2 separate regions of the Bombyx mori genome follow, and region 2 is linked to region 1. A link is a contact called in public Hi-C data. All regions are on one chromosome and are shown on one strand. The core of a region is the stretch at or near the end of the contact, and the rest is flanking DNA. Distances in the headings are between cores, read along the strand shown.

Region 1 (7,710 bases), core at 3,007-5,506:
GCGTGTTAATGCTTTGGGTGACGCCATTCGCGCCGCCTCCACTGCACAACACTTCATCGCCGTTGTGCAAGAATACGCTGACGTATACGCGTCGTTAAATACGTACGTCCTCCCCTCGCTCCGCCGGTAATCAATGGCGTACATAAGTAGAATAAAGCCCCTATCCGTAACGATAGGATTTTTTAACGCTTACGGTCTCGCAAATCAACGTGATCAGGTTTGTGATTTTTTGCGTGACCATCAAATTGACATCTTTTTGGTGCAGGAGACCCTGCTTAAGCCCGCGCGCCACGACCCTAAAATCGCGAACTATAACATGGTTAGGAACGACAGGCTCACTGCTCGTGGTGGCGGTACCGTCATTTACTATAGACGAGCCCTGCACTGCGTCCCACTCGACCCCCCCGCGCTTTCTAACATCGAAGCATCAGTATGCCGAATCTCACTGACTGGACACGCGCCGATCGTTATCGCGTCCGTTTATCTTCCACCGGATAAGATCGTTCTAAGCAGTGATATCGAGGCGCTGCTCGGCATGGGAAGCTCTGTCATTCTGGCGGGCGACCTAAATTGTAAACACGTCAGGTGGAACTCACACACCACAACATCGAATGGCAGGCGGCTTGACGCGTTAGTCGATGATCTCGCCTTCGATATTGTCGCTCCGCTAACCCCGACTCACTTCCCGCTAAATATCGCGCATCGCCCGGATATACTCGACATAGCGTTATTAAAAAACGTAACTCTGCGCTTACACTCGATAGAAGTAGTTTCAGAGTTAGATTCAGACCATCGTCCCGTCGTTATGAAGCTCGGTCGCGCTCCCGATTCCGTTCCCGTCACGAGGACTGTGGTGGATTGGCACACGCTGGGCATCAGCTTGGCTGAATCTGATCCACCATCGCTCCCGTTGAGCCCGGACTCTACCCCGTCTCCTCAGGATACCGCTGAAGCCATAGACATCTTAACGTCACACATCACCTCGACATTAGATAGGTCATCGAAGCAAGTTGTAGCGGAGGACTTCCTTCACCGCTTCAAATTGCCCGACGATATTAGGGAACTCCTTAGAGCTAAGAACACCTCGATCCGCGCCTACGATAGGTATCCTACCGTGGATAATCGTATTCGAATGCGTGCCCTACAACGCGACGTAAAGTCTCGCATCGCCGAAGTCCGAGATGCCAGATGGTCTGATTTCTTAGAAAGACTCGCGCCCTCCCAAAGGTCTTACTACCGCTTAGCTCGTACTCTCAAATCGGATACGGTAGTAACTATGCCCCCCCTCGTAGGCCCCTCAGGCCGACTCGCGGCGTTCGATGATGATGAAAAAGCAGAGCTGCTGGCCGATACATTGCAAACCCAGTGCACGCCCAGCACTCAATCCGTGGACCCTGTTCATGTAGAATTAGTAGACAGTGAGGTAGAACGCAGAGCCTCCTTGCCACCATCGGATGCGTTACCACCCGTCACCCCGATGGAAGTTAAAGACTTGATCAAAGACCTACGTCCTCGCAAGGCTCCCGGTTCCGACGGTATATCTAACCGCGTTATTAAACTTCTACCCGTCCAACTCATCGTGATGTTGGCATCTATTTTCAATGCCGCTATGGCGAACTGTATCTTTCCCGCGGTGTGGAAAGAAGCGGACGTTATCGGCATACATAAACCCGGTAAACCAAAAAATCATCCGACGAGCTACCGCCCGATTAGCCTCCTCATGTCTCTAGGCAAACTGTATGAGCGTCTGCTCTACAAACGCCTCAGAGACTTCATCTCATCCAAGGGCATTCTCATCGATGAACAATTCGGATTCCGTACAAATCACTCATGCGTTCAACAGGTGCACCGCCTCACGGAGCACATTCTTGTGGGGCTTAATCGACCAAAACCGTTATACACGGGAGCTCTCTTCTTCGATGTCGCAAAAGCGTTCGACAAAGTCTGGCACAATGGTTTGATTTTCAAACTATTCAACATGGGCGTGCCGGATAGTCTCGTGCTCATCATACGGGACTTCTTGTCGAACCGCTCTTTTCGATATCGAGTCGAGGGAACCCGCTCCTCCCCACGACCTCTCACAGCTGGAGTCCCGCAAGGCTCTGTTCTCTCACCCCTCCTATTTAGCTTATTCGTCAACGATATTCCCCGGTCGCCGCCGACCCATTTAGCTTTATTCGCCGACGACACGACTGTTTACTATTCTAGTAGAAATAAGTCCCTAATCGCGAAGAAGCTTCAGAGCGCAGCCCTAGCCCTAGGACAGTGGTTCCGAAAATGGCGCATAGACATCAACCCAGCGAAAAGTACTGCGGTGCTATTTCAGAGGGGAAGCTCCACACGGATTTCCTCCCGGATTAGGAGGAGGAATCTCACACCCCCGATTACTCTCTTTAGACAACCCATACCCTGGACTAGGAAGGTCAAGTACCTGGGCGTTACCCTGGATGCAACGATGACATTCCGCCCGCATATAAAATCAGTCCGTGACCGTGCCGCGTTTATTCTCGGTAGACTCTACCCCATGATCTGTAAGCGGAGTAAAATGTCCCTTCGGAACAAGGTGACACTTTACAAAACTTGCATAAGGCCCGTCATGACTTACGCGAGTGTGGTGTTCGCTCACGCGGCCCGCACACACATAGACACCCTTCAATCTCTACAATCCCGCTTTTGCAGGTTAGCCGTCGGAGCTCCGTGGTTCGTGAGGAACGTTGACCTACACGACGACCTGGGCCTCGAATCAATTCGGAAATACATGAAGTCAGCGTCGGAACGATACTTCGATAAGGCTATGCGTCATGATAATCGCCTTATCGTTGCCGCCGCTGACTACTCCCCGAATCCTGATCATGCAGGAGCCAGTCACCGTCGACGCCCTAGACACGTCCTTACGGATCCATCAGATCCAATAACCTTTGCATTAGATGCCTTCAGCTCTAATACTAGGGGCAGGCTTAGGGACCCTGGTAACCGTACTCGTCGAACTCGACAAAGAGGTCGACGTGCAACCTAACCCATGCATCAGCCCGCTGAGCTCGCCGGATCTTCTCAGCGGGTCGCGATTCCGATCCGGTAGTAGATTCATTCGCGAAACAATTGCTCTTGAGTTGTTAGGTCTCCTTCGGAGGCGCTCGGGCAGTTGTTAGCAAATCCCACCCCTCTTGGCTGAGCCTCGCTCGCCCACCTGTCCTGGTGAAACTGGAAAGGCCTTCGGGCCACCAGTAAACTTTCAATCATAAAAAAAAAAAAAAAAAAAAAAAAAAAACCAATTTGAATAATGGACATTGCGATCGAATTATGGGAACCACGCAAAATCGAACGAGTATAACAATTGCGTCGCAACTATAGCGGAGTCATGGGTCTCAAATCTTCTCATCTCGCCGTGGTTCTCCTTTGGCACGCTTTTGAAGCTCGGTTACATCACATTGACGTCAAAATGATGAAATTGGAAAATAACAAACGAATGAAATAGAGAACACATGAATGGAACTAAGAGACTAGAGCAATAGAACGCAGTGATAAGCTTATTCAAAACACTAGAGTCAATACACTTGCAACCTTGCTGTGTTCTTCATAGCTCGTGTCAGATAAGACATAAGGGCATTACAACTTTAGTACGTTGCATATATATGTATATATCAGTCATGTTGAGCTAGAAGTCCGTAATTATGATTCTACTTACACAATTCAACCTTACTTTGCTTTATTTTTGGAAGTTATCAAATTTTATCGGAATGGAGATATCAATTTATCTTTATGAATGTGAATTTTTAATGAAATTGGCTTTTCTTAAGATTTTTATTGGTTATTCTAAGTTTGGGTTAAATCACAGCACTGCGAATTTACAAATATGGCAAATAGACAATACCTATGACCAGATTAACTAGATTAAGAAAGAAACTTTCCACTTTATTTAAGTCACTTTGTAAAATAGCTATGGCTCTATTACTGTTAAGTGTTTGCAATCAAGTATATCATGTACATATAAAAACATCCTCCAGTATACGTTTCATTTGAAATTATCCACGTGATACTTAAAATTTCACATTTATTTTGCCTGACGGAATCTGACTGACAACCCTAGCAAAATCGGAACGGTTTTAAGACTACATTTTTTTTTTGTTTACAAGACTTATTGTGACGTCACTTTCTAATGATTATTACGTGGAATTACGATAGCTGCTTGATGTTGAACGCCGGTTGCGAATCGTGCATCGATTTTAGAGTTAGTCGCGAGCGGCGCCAGACTCACGGCCGATACGGGTGGCGTCGCTGCTGTGACTGCCGCGCCGCCTCCCCGCTCGTACCCCTCGACGCCACCGTTTGTTTTGCTGTATTTTCGTTGTTAATCATTCTCCTTGACCTTGTGCGACGTCGAGTGGTCCACTGCACACGACTGCGCACCCCTCACCCTGCCATCCGCCCGCGATGCCTGTCCCATCGTATCACACGTGCTATGCCTATGCAGTATATGTAATGTGACCCATCGCGTATTATCACACACCAGACACAGGCTCCTTCAGCACTTCCACCTTTAAATCGATTCTGATTACCCTATTGAGAATAGAGTAGGTATTTAGTCAATACTTTACTAAAAACATTTTTCATTGCTGTAGATAAGCACAGGACAATCACGGTCTCCACTTTACTAATTCGATTCCAATTTGTTTCTTGATTCTTAATTGCTTTCCATTAAATATCTTAAATTTCATTTTGGGCTCTTATTCAAAGCGCGCTTTGCATTTCAACATCGTAATCTGATTTAAAAACGTTTTCCATATATTGCATATTTCTGGAGTGACTCAACTACACCTAAACTGTAACTCCTGCAAAATGATTTTTGCCGACGGTCTTCAAACTCATTAAGCTGATAATTTCTGCAAAGCGCTTCACCGTGCCTCATGTAGATGTAACGTCCTAGCCTTGCCATAATCTTCTTATTCTATTATCAAAGGGTTCGTCTAACAGCATATGGCAACTAATTGATCTCTAATACTTAAACTATAATCTTGAGATATACTGGACATTTCATGTACACAAATGTATAAGATATATGAATATGAGCTATATTTTGAATGACATTCAAGGTGATTGTTCGAGTGGAGGTGGCTTCAGCGGCATGATTAGATGATTTAGAAAAGACATGTAATAGACCTGGCGCCTTGATGGACCCCTGTGAATGCGACTGCTGTTGAGCCGAGTGCCGGAGTTGAGTTACTGAAATGGATGTCGCGCTGCGTGTCTAGTATAGAAGGCTGATTTGTTCTGTTCCACCTAATTTAACTAAAGGTTATTTGAAGAAGACAATATTTTAACTGAGTCAGTGGTGAGTTAACGGCTCTGACTGTTGCAGCGAGGGTCGTGGGTTCGACCATCGGACCAACATTCGTGTGATCAACAGGTTTGTGTATTATTCGTCTGGGTGTTTATTATCTATACACGTATATATTTTGAAGTCGTCGTGGCCTAACGGATAAGACGTGTTCGAATCCCGCAGGCGAGTACCAATTTTTCTAATGAAATACGTACTCAACAAATGTTCACGATCGATTTCCATGGTGAAGGAATAACATCGTGTAATAAAAATGAAACCCGCAAAATTATAATTTGCGTAATTACTGGTGGTAGGACCTCTTGTGAGTCCGCACGGGTAGGTACCACCACCCTGCCTATTGCTGCCGTGAAGCAGTAATGCGTTTCGGTTTGAAGCGTGGGGCAGCCGTTGTAACTATAATTGAAACCTTAGAACTTATATCTCAAGGTGGGTGGCGCATTTACGTTGTAGATGTCTATGGGCTCCAGTAACCACTTAACACCAGGTGGGCTGTGAGCTCGTCCACTCATCTAAGCAATAAAAAAATAAAATAAAAACATATAAGTATGTACGTCAGTCTCCTGGTAATCATAACACGCGGAATCCTAATTTTGGGGCCGGATGACCGTGCGTAGTTTGTTTCCAGTTTTATATTTATTTATTTCTTGAAAATATCTCTTATCATATTTTAGATTTAATCTCTACTATTTTTATATAGATAAACTACAAGAGCTGCATTTACAATCACGAGCAATGACATTTATTTATTAGTGTTGTGATTATTGTTGTCACCTCCATTCTGCCGCGTACCAGTTTGGTAAAACATATTAAAATACCACTAATAATTCGACTCACCGCAATATAGCTTGGACCTTCTTTTTTATTGCTTAGATGGGTGGACTAGCTCACAGCCCACCTGGTGTTAAGTGGTTACTGGAGCCCATAGACTTCTTCAACGTAAATGCGCCACCCACCTTGAGATATAAGTTCTAAGGTCTCAAATATAGTTACAACGGCTGCCCCGCCCTTCAAACCGAAACGCATTACTGCTTCACGGCAGAAATAGGCAGGGTGGTGGTACCTACCCGCGCGGACTCACAAGAAGTCCTACCACCATAATTTGACTTTCTAATATTTATTTTAGATCTTAGAATAAATACGGTTTTATTTCGCCAACCTTTGCATCATAACCATACACACTGAAGCAGACGTTAACAAGCGACAGAGGTCATAACTAATTCAATTAAGTGACAGTTTATAGCAGCACATGTGATGAGCACTGCAGTAGTTTAGCGCTGCATTGGAATCAATGTCGTCGTTGACGTCACGAATCACTAGATCGCTTCTTGGCTTTTTTTTTTAGCGAGCTTTCGGTAGACTGACTCGGGTTGATTTTCGGAATGTTTACAGAATTTCAAACGTGAGGAAGCGATGATAATAAACTAGAACAATCTCGTGCATTCACCGGCGTTAAATTTGGAATTACAAAAATAATGATTTTTTTAAATAATAAACTTTACATATTTACAAGACGGCATAGCCTCATTGCTGTAGAAATATATTTTCTAAGCTTTAACATGACAACCGCTTCTCTTCCATGGCATAGAGTCAAAGAAGTAGGCTGTTCAAAATCTATGTTTATTTAAGCAAGTGCAGGATAACTATACTCATACATTAGTTCATTGGCCCAGGAAGGTACAGCCACCCAGACAGTTTCTGCTCCAAAAACAATTATTGGGCAGTCCTTTTTTTTTCCTACCTATGCTTGAGCCTTGAGAGCCTTGAGAGGCTATTTCAGCGGGGTGCAGTCCAGTTTCGACGTTAGTATGATGTAAATCGATTTCATTACTGGTAGTAGGGACCACTTGTGAGTCCGCGCGGGTAGGTACCACCACCCTGCCTATTTCTGCCGTGAAGCAGTAATGCGTTTCGGTTTGAAGGGTGGGGCAGCCGTTCAAACTATACTGAGACCTTAGTAGATGTCTATGGACTCCAGTAACCACTTAACATCAGGTGGGCTGTGAGCTCGTCCACCCATCTAAGCAATGACGTGGTAGTCGTCCCAACCGCACATAGCATAGCCGCTTAGGTTACCAACGATTAGGTAGGGCAAAAAAGGTAATCGCATAAAGCTGGTGTTCGACGACAATATATTATTATACAAAATGGTATTTTTGTGCAAAAGTGAACCTCGTTTCTTTAAAAGTAATATTAAAGGTAATGTAGCTTTTTATCAATAATAGCGGCACGCTCCGGCCCTGCTCGGGTCTTTAACAAAAATTTCAACGATATTTGACGTTATTTTATTTTTTTAAATAAAAGAACACTTATTGCGGCACAATTACAATAGTTAGACATAATATGCTGTCGCAACGCCTTTTGTAATTAATAAT
Region 2 (7,710 bases), core at 1,352-3,851, 51 kb before region 1:
CGAAGCGAAGCAGCGGAATAAATGAATTACGAATTGTAAAGTGCTCTGTAAGTGTTCGAAGTGTTAAATACAGTTTTACTTTGTACTTTAGTAGAATTTTTATTTATCCCGAACCCCAGAGCGTAAAAGTGTTTATTATTTAACCTGTAAACTGTCTTATATTATAGGGAATAACAGTCCACTTTGCCATTGATTAATTATATAGCGGAAGATACTAGCCGAGAAAGTTGAACTTTAGCAATAGCTCACAGTCGGTACTGCATTTTTTTTTTGGTCAGGAGGAAATCGCCGGACTCCCACCCTCCACGGGGGATGGCAGGCGGGCTATGTCGGAGTCGAACCAACTAAAACCTTCTGTCGCTCAACAACCCACGTCCGAGCCTCTCACGAGACAGAACTCAGGAAAAGGCAAAGGGGGAGGAGAGTGAAGCGTTTAGTGCAGAGCACACATCTCTCCCATCACCCTCCCCCTAGCCCAACGATCGGGGGAACTTTTTTAATTATTACCCCAAAATATTTTTGTGTAAGTTGATATTACCCTATGGCGAATCCCAAAAAAAAACGAAATCGCTTATTTTTAGCATCTTTCATATTATAGGCCCCATGATAATTTTGAAAAACAAATATTATTTATTCGTTACGTTTCATCGAGTTTGAAATCACAACGATTCTAAAGAAGTTTCACTTCAATATATACTTTTTACTCATAAAAGTTTCATTTTTACCCCCCAAATTTTCATTTTACCCCATTTGGGGTAATTTACCCCGGTTCCCCGACCGTTGCCTTAGTCGGTACTGCATACTATTGAAGAGAGAGAGAGACAAATAGCTGTGTGTTATTGCAACTGACCAGGATTGAGGAGTATGATGGCCTTGAGCGCGACGTACTCGGCCTGGTCCATGCGGAGGGAGCGCATCTTGAGCGACAGCTCGGAGAGCACGCGGTCGAAGATCTGCCCCACGCCGGCCTGCAGCGCGGAGTTGCGGTGCAGCGTCATGCCTGGAAACGAAACGACCACACCCTTCAGTACTGCCTGTATGATATACACTAGGTCTGATGTTGAAAAAATATTCTTTCCCTCGATATATATAAGATTATCTATTTTATTTCTTCTTAAAGCAAAACACTATGTGATTCATCTAGAACAGAGTTTTATTTATTAAATACAGATATCTTTTACTCAACAAATATCAACTAATGAAATAATTACTAACCTAAAACATAGAATCGACAATTAAATGTTCATGGTTTACTATTCTTGTATTCAAATTTGAATCGTCCTCTTCACTTTTATAATAAAGCTAATTCACAAAGAGTTTTAATGAATTTTAATTATATATTTTTATTCCGATCGAGACACGAAAAACACGTTTCTTTCATTGTCCCACTTGTGGCTCCCTCTTATGGTTGAATGCTGATCTGATACATACTCAAATATTAATGACTCTGTCAACGTCAACGTCAACACAAAGCTTACATATATATGTCTTTCTTAATCTATATAACTAAATTATAAACGTCTTACGTCTTCAGAGTTACACCGCGTCTGTCTGCCGTCGCGTCCGACAACTACCCTTTGAAGTCGTCGTGGCCTAAAGGATAAGACGTCCGGTGCATTCGTATCTAACGATGCATCGGTGTTCGAATCCCGCAGGCGGGTGGGTACCAATTTCTCTAATGAAATACGTACTTAACAAATGTTCACGATTAACTTCCACGGTGGAGGAATAGCATCGTTTAATAAAAATCAAACCCGATAAAATTTTAATTTGAGTAATTACTGGTGGTAGGACCACTTGTGAGTGCGCACGAGTAGGTACCACCACCCCGCCTATTTCTGCCGTGAAGCAGTAATGCGTTTCGGTTTGAAGGGTGGGGCAGCCGTTGTAACTATACTGAGACCTTAGAACTTATATCTCAAGGTGAGTGGCGCATTTACGATGTAGATGTCTATGGGCTCCAGTAACCACTTAACTTCAGGTGGGCTGTGAGCTCGTCCACCCATCTAAGCAATAAAAAAAATAAAAACCATCTATTAATTAAAATATAAAACTGTGTGTTCCGCATTCATTCGCTGTCTTTCTTACTTCCTAACACAACACCTATCTCTCTCACTCAGTTATGCTCTATATCTGTCATTCATCCATACCGTTCCGTTCCTACATATATATATTTTTTCTAATAAGTGTAGATATTAAATATTTCGATAGTTAGTGACAAAGTCCTATTCTTGATTTCATATTTCATAAGAGAGAATGGTCTATATCTAGATAATATCTAGACAATAGAATAAGAGAGAATGGTCTATATCTAGATATTGTTCAAATTGTGACATATTTTAGTACATCAGAAATACTAATGGCATTAGCAGTAACGTCTGTGTAGTTCTGTGGGTACTACTTTACTAATTTTTGTCATGAAGCAATGATGAGTATTATTGACATTGATATTACGACGTTTATGAGTTCCGGTAGCCACTAAGCATCAGTCGGGACGTGAGCTCGTCTCGTCCGTCTAGAATAAGTAATTAATATTTATACATGTAAAAGTATCACCTTATCACATACTGTAACGAATATTTCAACTTTCTACGTTCGATAAGTGCATTATTCAACATTGACATTTAACCCACAAGTTAATCAGTGCTGATAACACAAGACTTCACACTCTTAATATTAAAAATGAAGATTATAAAAAATTTAACATAACCTTTAATTGTTATGGCAATTAAATTAGAATCTTTTAACGTATCTTCAATAAACACAATATGTTTAAGCATTGCGTATATTCAAACAAATATGTCGGTAGTGACTTTTTTAGTTTTTTTTTTTTAGTTCATATCGAGGAGTGAAAAGCTAATTGGTTTAAGCGACATTTATCTTTGTAATTAAAGGTGCGTTTTATTTGGCATTGGTAACAATAGTTCGATGTTTGCAATTTAACTTTAATTAAGTTTACCCCCTACCAAAAAGCTGAAGTAGTTATTTTGTTGTGATTTTATTTCCAAATTTTATACTTTAAATGGCACTCCTGTTAAGTTGCAAAAATGTCGCTTAAATCAAGCACAAACAGCCTTAATTGAAGCTCATCAAAGTTCCTAAATTAATAAATAAAAGGTATCGATTGTTTAAATACCAGTTTTTCGTGGATCCCACGTTCCCAAATGGATGTAAACATCAACAATGCCATATTATGTCTTCGATTTCGGGAACATTTAATCGTGTAATCATGTCTTTAAAAAAAGTAAACATAATCATAATTATATTATATACCTGGCATTAAACAAATGAGTTGAGGCGGCGCCGTATTCCGCGAGTCTACGTTCTCTCGTTCATCATTGAGGAACTGAAAAACATTAAGACAGAAATATAAGAAGTTGAAATAAAAAAATAATTAAATCTAATATATTAAAACTGTTGTAGGTCTTGTAAAGTAATGTTAGTTATTATAGAATTCTCTGAATCTATACTAATATATAAATCTACAGTCGTTTTTACGGATGTTCCGTTATAAGTACTGAACCGTGCATCCGATTGACTTGAAAGTTGGTATCCATGTAGAAAATACATGTACTTAATGGATAGGCTAATATTTATATGAGTGTTGGACTGCCTAATAATAATGACAATAAACAATAATGTTAATTTTAAATGCGAAGCAGGCGCATATAAAAGCATATAAAAGTTTTCATGAATTTCAGTGTCTATTTTAGAGTTACGAGTAATAAGAGCATAAGTTCTTATTATTATTTTATTTAATGTTTAGGTGTGCCCTCTATGCGTTCCCATACTATTCGGACGATTACAGCCCACGGAGTTTTTCGCCGGATCTTTTCAGTGGGTCGCGTTTCCGATCCGGTCCTTGCTTCTTGCTAAGATTAGTGATAGCAATGTTATCAGATTTGAACCCCGTGAGCTCACTAATTGTTAAGGTTACGCTGAAATGGTTTCTCAAGACCTTGGGTAGGAAAAAAAAAAAAGGGCGATTGCGTTGAAAATTTGTACAGTAATCGTTCGCACTTCCGGAATAGCTTTTCTCGTGGTACCATCAACACAAGATAGATGGCGTGCGAGTATTTTTTTAGATTTAGCGTTAGTCGCAGCTTAATGTGGTCAGGTCTTACAATTTAATAAGTATGTGTAATCTAGGCATAATTACGTGCTTTCTTCGTTAATAGAATTTGTAACGGGTTGGAAGTTTTTGGCGTAACCATGTTGAGTAATATTATAGTAATCTAGTGCTAATTCCGATGCAAATGGATGTATTACCACTAATACGTTAGTACCTATTATTGTACATTAGTATTCGTATTCGTATTATTATTTGTCCAGTAGTATTTTATTATTTTATTATTATTAATAGAATTTGTAACGGGTTGGAAGTTTTTGGCGTAACCGTGTTGAGTAATATTATAGTAATCTAGTGCAAATTCCGATGCAAATGGATGTATTACCACTAATACGTTAGTACTTATTATTGTACATTAGTATTCGTATTCGTATTATTATTTGTCCAGTAGTATTTTATTATTACCAGAGGATTATTAAAGATTACTGTTTAATAAAACATTCTTTTAACCAAACAAAACTTGGTCAATACGGAAAAATAAGAAGAGATAAAATCAGCAAATATCAACTATCAAATTAACCGAATCTTAAGAACTTGAACCTTAAGTGAGCCCTGACAATGGGTTTGTAAGCAGCCGATTGCCATACCTCAAATTAGATTAATTAATTAAGTCAATTACAAAAAATAAAATAGGTTTTATCTGTTCCTTTATTATTATTATTAGTGATATATCCAGATGAACTTAATTAGCTAACTTAACTAATTAATATAGAGGGGCGAAAAGCTTCACAGGAGAGCCATTTAAAGTTAAAAAATTTTGAAAAATATCATGACACTAGCGACCCGCCCTCGCTTCGCTTCGGAAACATTAAAACACACATGAAACAAAAAAAAAAAAAAAATAAAAAAAAGTAGCCTATGTTTATTAAGGAACAGTGTCGGCTTCTAATGGAAAAATAATTTTTCAAATCGGTCCAGTAGTTTCGGAGCCTATTCGAAACAAACAAATCTTTCCTCTTTATAATATTAGTATAGAAAAAAAACTTCTTTAACTATTTGAATGGAGTAAACTCAATGAGTTCAATTAAGAAAATCGAACTGTTGACGCTAATACCAAATACAATCCACATTTAGTTACAAAGATAAATTGCTGTTCGTTAGTCTCGCTAAAACTCGAGAACGGCTGGACCGATTTGGCTAATTTTGGTCTTGAATTATTTGTGGAAGTCCAGAGAAGGTTTAAAAGGTAGATAAATATGAAAGTTCTCGGAATTAAATATAAAAATAACAATTTTGTTTTTCCTTTAATGTGTCCCCCGTCGGACGGATTCCTTTATTTGTTTTATATTTATTTTACACAAAAGTTTAGGTCTTTTATTTATCGATTGAGGCACTACGAAGTCTGCCAGGTCAGCTAGTTTACAATAATATTGTATCTAGTCTTCACCCAGTGATCTAAATTCAAGCATGATCACTAACTCATCAAAACTTTAATTATTTTATGTATTATTTTTATGTCATTTTTTTTTCGTGGGGATTACAATTTCTGTATTATAAATATCTAAACCACGATAATAATTATTAAACAGATATAAGGAATAGGTTAACGAACCGAGAAGAAAACTGTATTTTCTTGTTTTTACTTTTCATATTTGAGTCGACTAGTATCAAAGCCGGCAATGTGACTTTTGGATAATTATTGGTAAATCAGAAAAACGAATTATTGACTTTGTATTCCATTGGCAGTCACAAAACTCTTCTGAACGACATCTTAGATAAATAACAGGTTAAGTATTAACCTTTATTTAATGCAGGTTTTGAACCGTATTCTTTGAAGGAGACGATTATATTCAAATCAATCTGTATTGAAATATCAATAAATTTTTTTTGTCCAAATGCACAGATTGCCACCTTTGATAATAGACGACTCATTTGATATAATACATATTTTATGTTATATAATTTAATATTTAATGTAATTAAATATGGAATGGGTCTTTTTTTTTGAACCGATACTAGTGGTGGCTTATTAGCATAAGCATATTCAATGACATTCAAATTAAAATAAATAGGTAATATAAAGATTTGAATTTAAATAAACACAACTAAAATCCTCTTACCTAACTTACACCATATTTATTAATAACAAAGTAAATATCTTTGTATCAGAACTGAACAATTGACCCGTGTCCTTAGCCCTTATCCTTAATAATAAATAAAATAAAAGGTGAGAACTTTGTGCATCATTGCCAATCTCGTGTTCCTTGTTAGTTGTTAGACAGCTATGCAATTCTGAACAGGAATATTAAGTGTTAAAAAAATTAAAATATTTAATTACGCAGTCCATTTTTAAACTAGTATATTATAATCAGACAGAAATAACTTTATTATTTTAAATCAAAACAAAATATATATTATTACTAGCTGACCTGGCAGACTTCATAGTGCCTCAATCGATAAATAAAAGACCTAAGCTTTTGTATAAAATAAACTTAAAACAAATAAAAGGAATCTGTCCGACGGGGGACACATCAAAGTAAAAATAAAATTGTTATTTTTATTTCATTCCGAGAATTTTCATATTTATCTACCTTTTAAACCTTCTCTGGACTTCCACAAATAATTTAAGACCAAAATTAGCCAAATCGGTCCAGCCGTTCTCGAGTTTTAGCGAGACTAACGAACAGCAATTCATTTTTATATATATATAGATAGATATTTGTTATGTTGCCAACAGTATCATGTAGTTTCGTGCGAATTCGAAAAATGGATACTTGCTTTTTGAAGCAATACTCGAAAAGAGCATAGCGGTATCGCACTTAGAAACTCGCCAGTATGTTTTCATTTTCTGAAAGTCCGTAGTGGATGGAAATTTTGTGGCGAGCGGAAAAAAACTTAGCTAGATTGAAGAACATCACGAATGTTTATCGATATTGGAGTGCTTGGTTCTAACGTTACATAGATATCACGATCGTTTTAAGGAAACATTTATATGAATGCACCAAATTATATTTTATACTTTAGACTTTTTCTAGGGCAATGTCAATCGAATATATAAAATTAAGTACAGACCAAATAATTTAATTCGTGTATATACGAATGATGAGGAGAGCTGAAAACCGGGCTCAGTGGTGTGGATTAGGAGAGGCCTATGTCCACCAGTGGACGACTGTGGGCTGATGATTTTTTTGGATGGACGAGCTCACAACCCACTTCGTGTTAAGTGGTTACTGGAGCCCATAGACATCTACAACGCAAATGCGCCACCCACCTTGAGACATAAGTTCTAAGGTCTCAGTATAGTTACAGCGGCTGCCCCACCCTTCAAACCGAAACGCATCACTGCTTCACGGCAGAAATAGGTAGGGCGGTGGTACCTACCCGGGCGGACTCACAAGAGGTCCTACCACCATGATGATGATGATGATGATGATATACGAACCTCCATAGACCGCCATGCGATAGCGAACAGCAGCAGTTCGTTCCAGGAGCCCTTGATTAGAAGGATCTGATCGTCGATTTCTAGCTGCCCGAAGTGTGGAATGTCACGCGCCCAAACAATGAGAGCGGCTATCTGTTTGTTGCCTGAAAACATTCGTAGGTTTCGTCTTAATTTCAACTCAAATAAGTCGTGTTCGACG

What was found. A called contact is a pair of places that touch in the nucleus more often than the background predicts.
Region 2: a Hi-C map of midgut shows a contact between it and region 1, with 2.2 times the contacts expected there. The contact joins the enhancer-like site here to the promoter of USP in region 1. A contact is called at or near these places in 5 of 7 Hi-C or Micro-C datasets (middle silk gland, midgut, an unstated tissue and 1 more).

Annotation. Positions count from the first base shown.
Region 1 is chr4:6,621,132-6,628,841 of ASM3026992v2, reverse strand. USP (RXR type hormone receptor) reads right to left here and starts at 4,256. Exons shown (of 11, transcript NM_001044005.1): 1 at 4,178-4,256.
Region 2 is chr4:6,670,597-6,678,306 of ASM3026992v2, reverse strand. USP (RXR type hormone receptor) reads right to left here. Exons shown (of 11, transcript NM_001044005.1): 6 at 7,512-7,654; 7 at 3,274-3,346; 8 at 851-1,000. Among protein-coding and RNA genes, the nearest start is that of LOC134198750, 6.1 kb to the right of the region's middle. Within about 2 kb of position 2,601, at least 1 of the 8 cell types and tissues checked has open chromatin away from gene starts, as enhancers often do.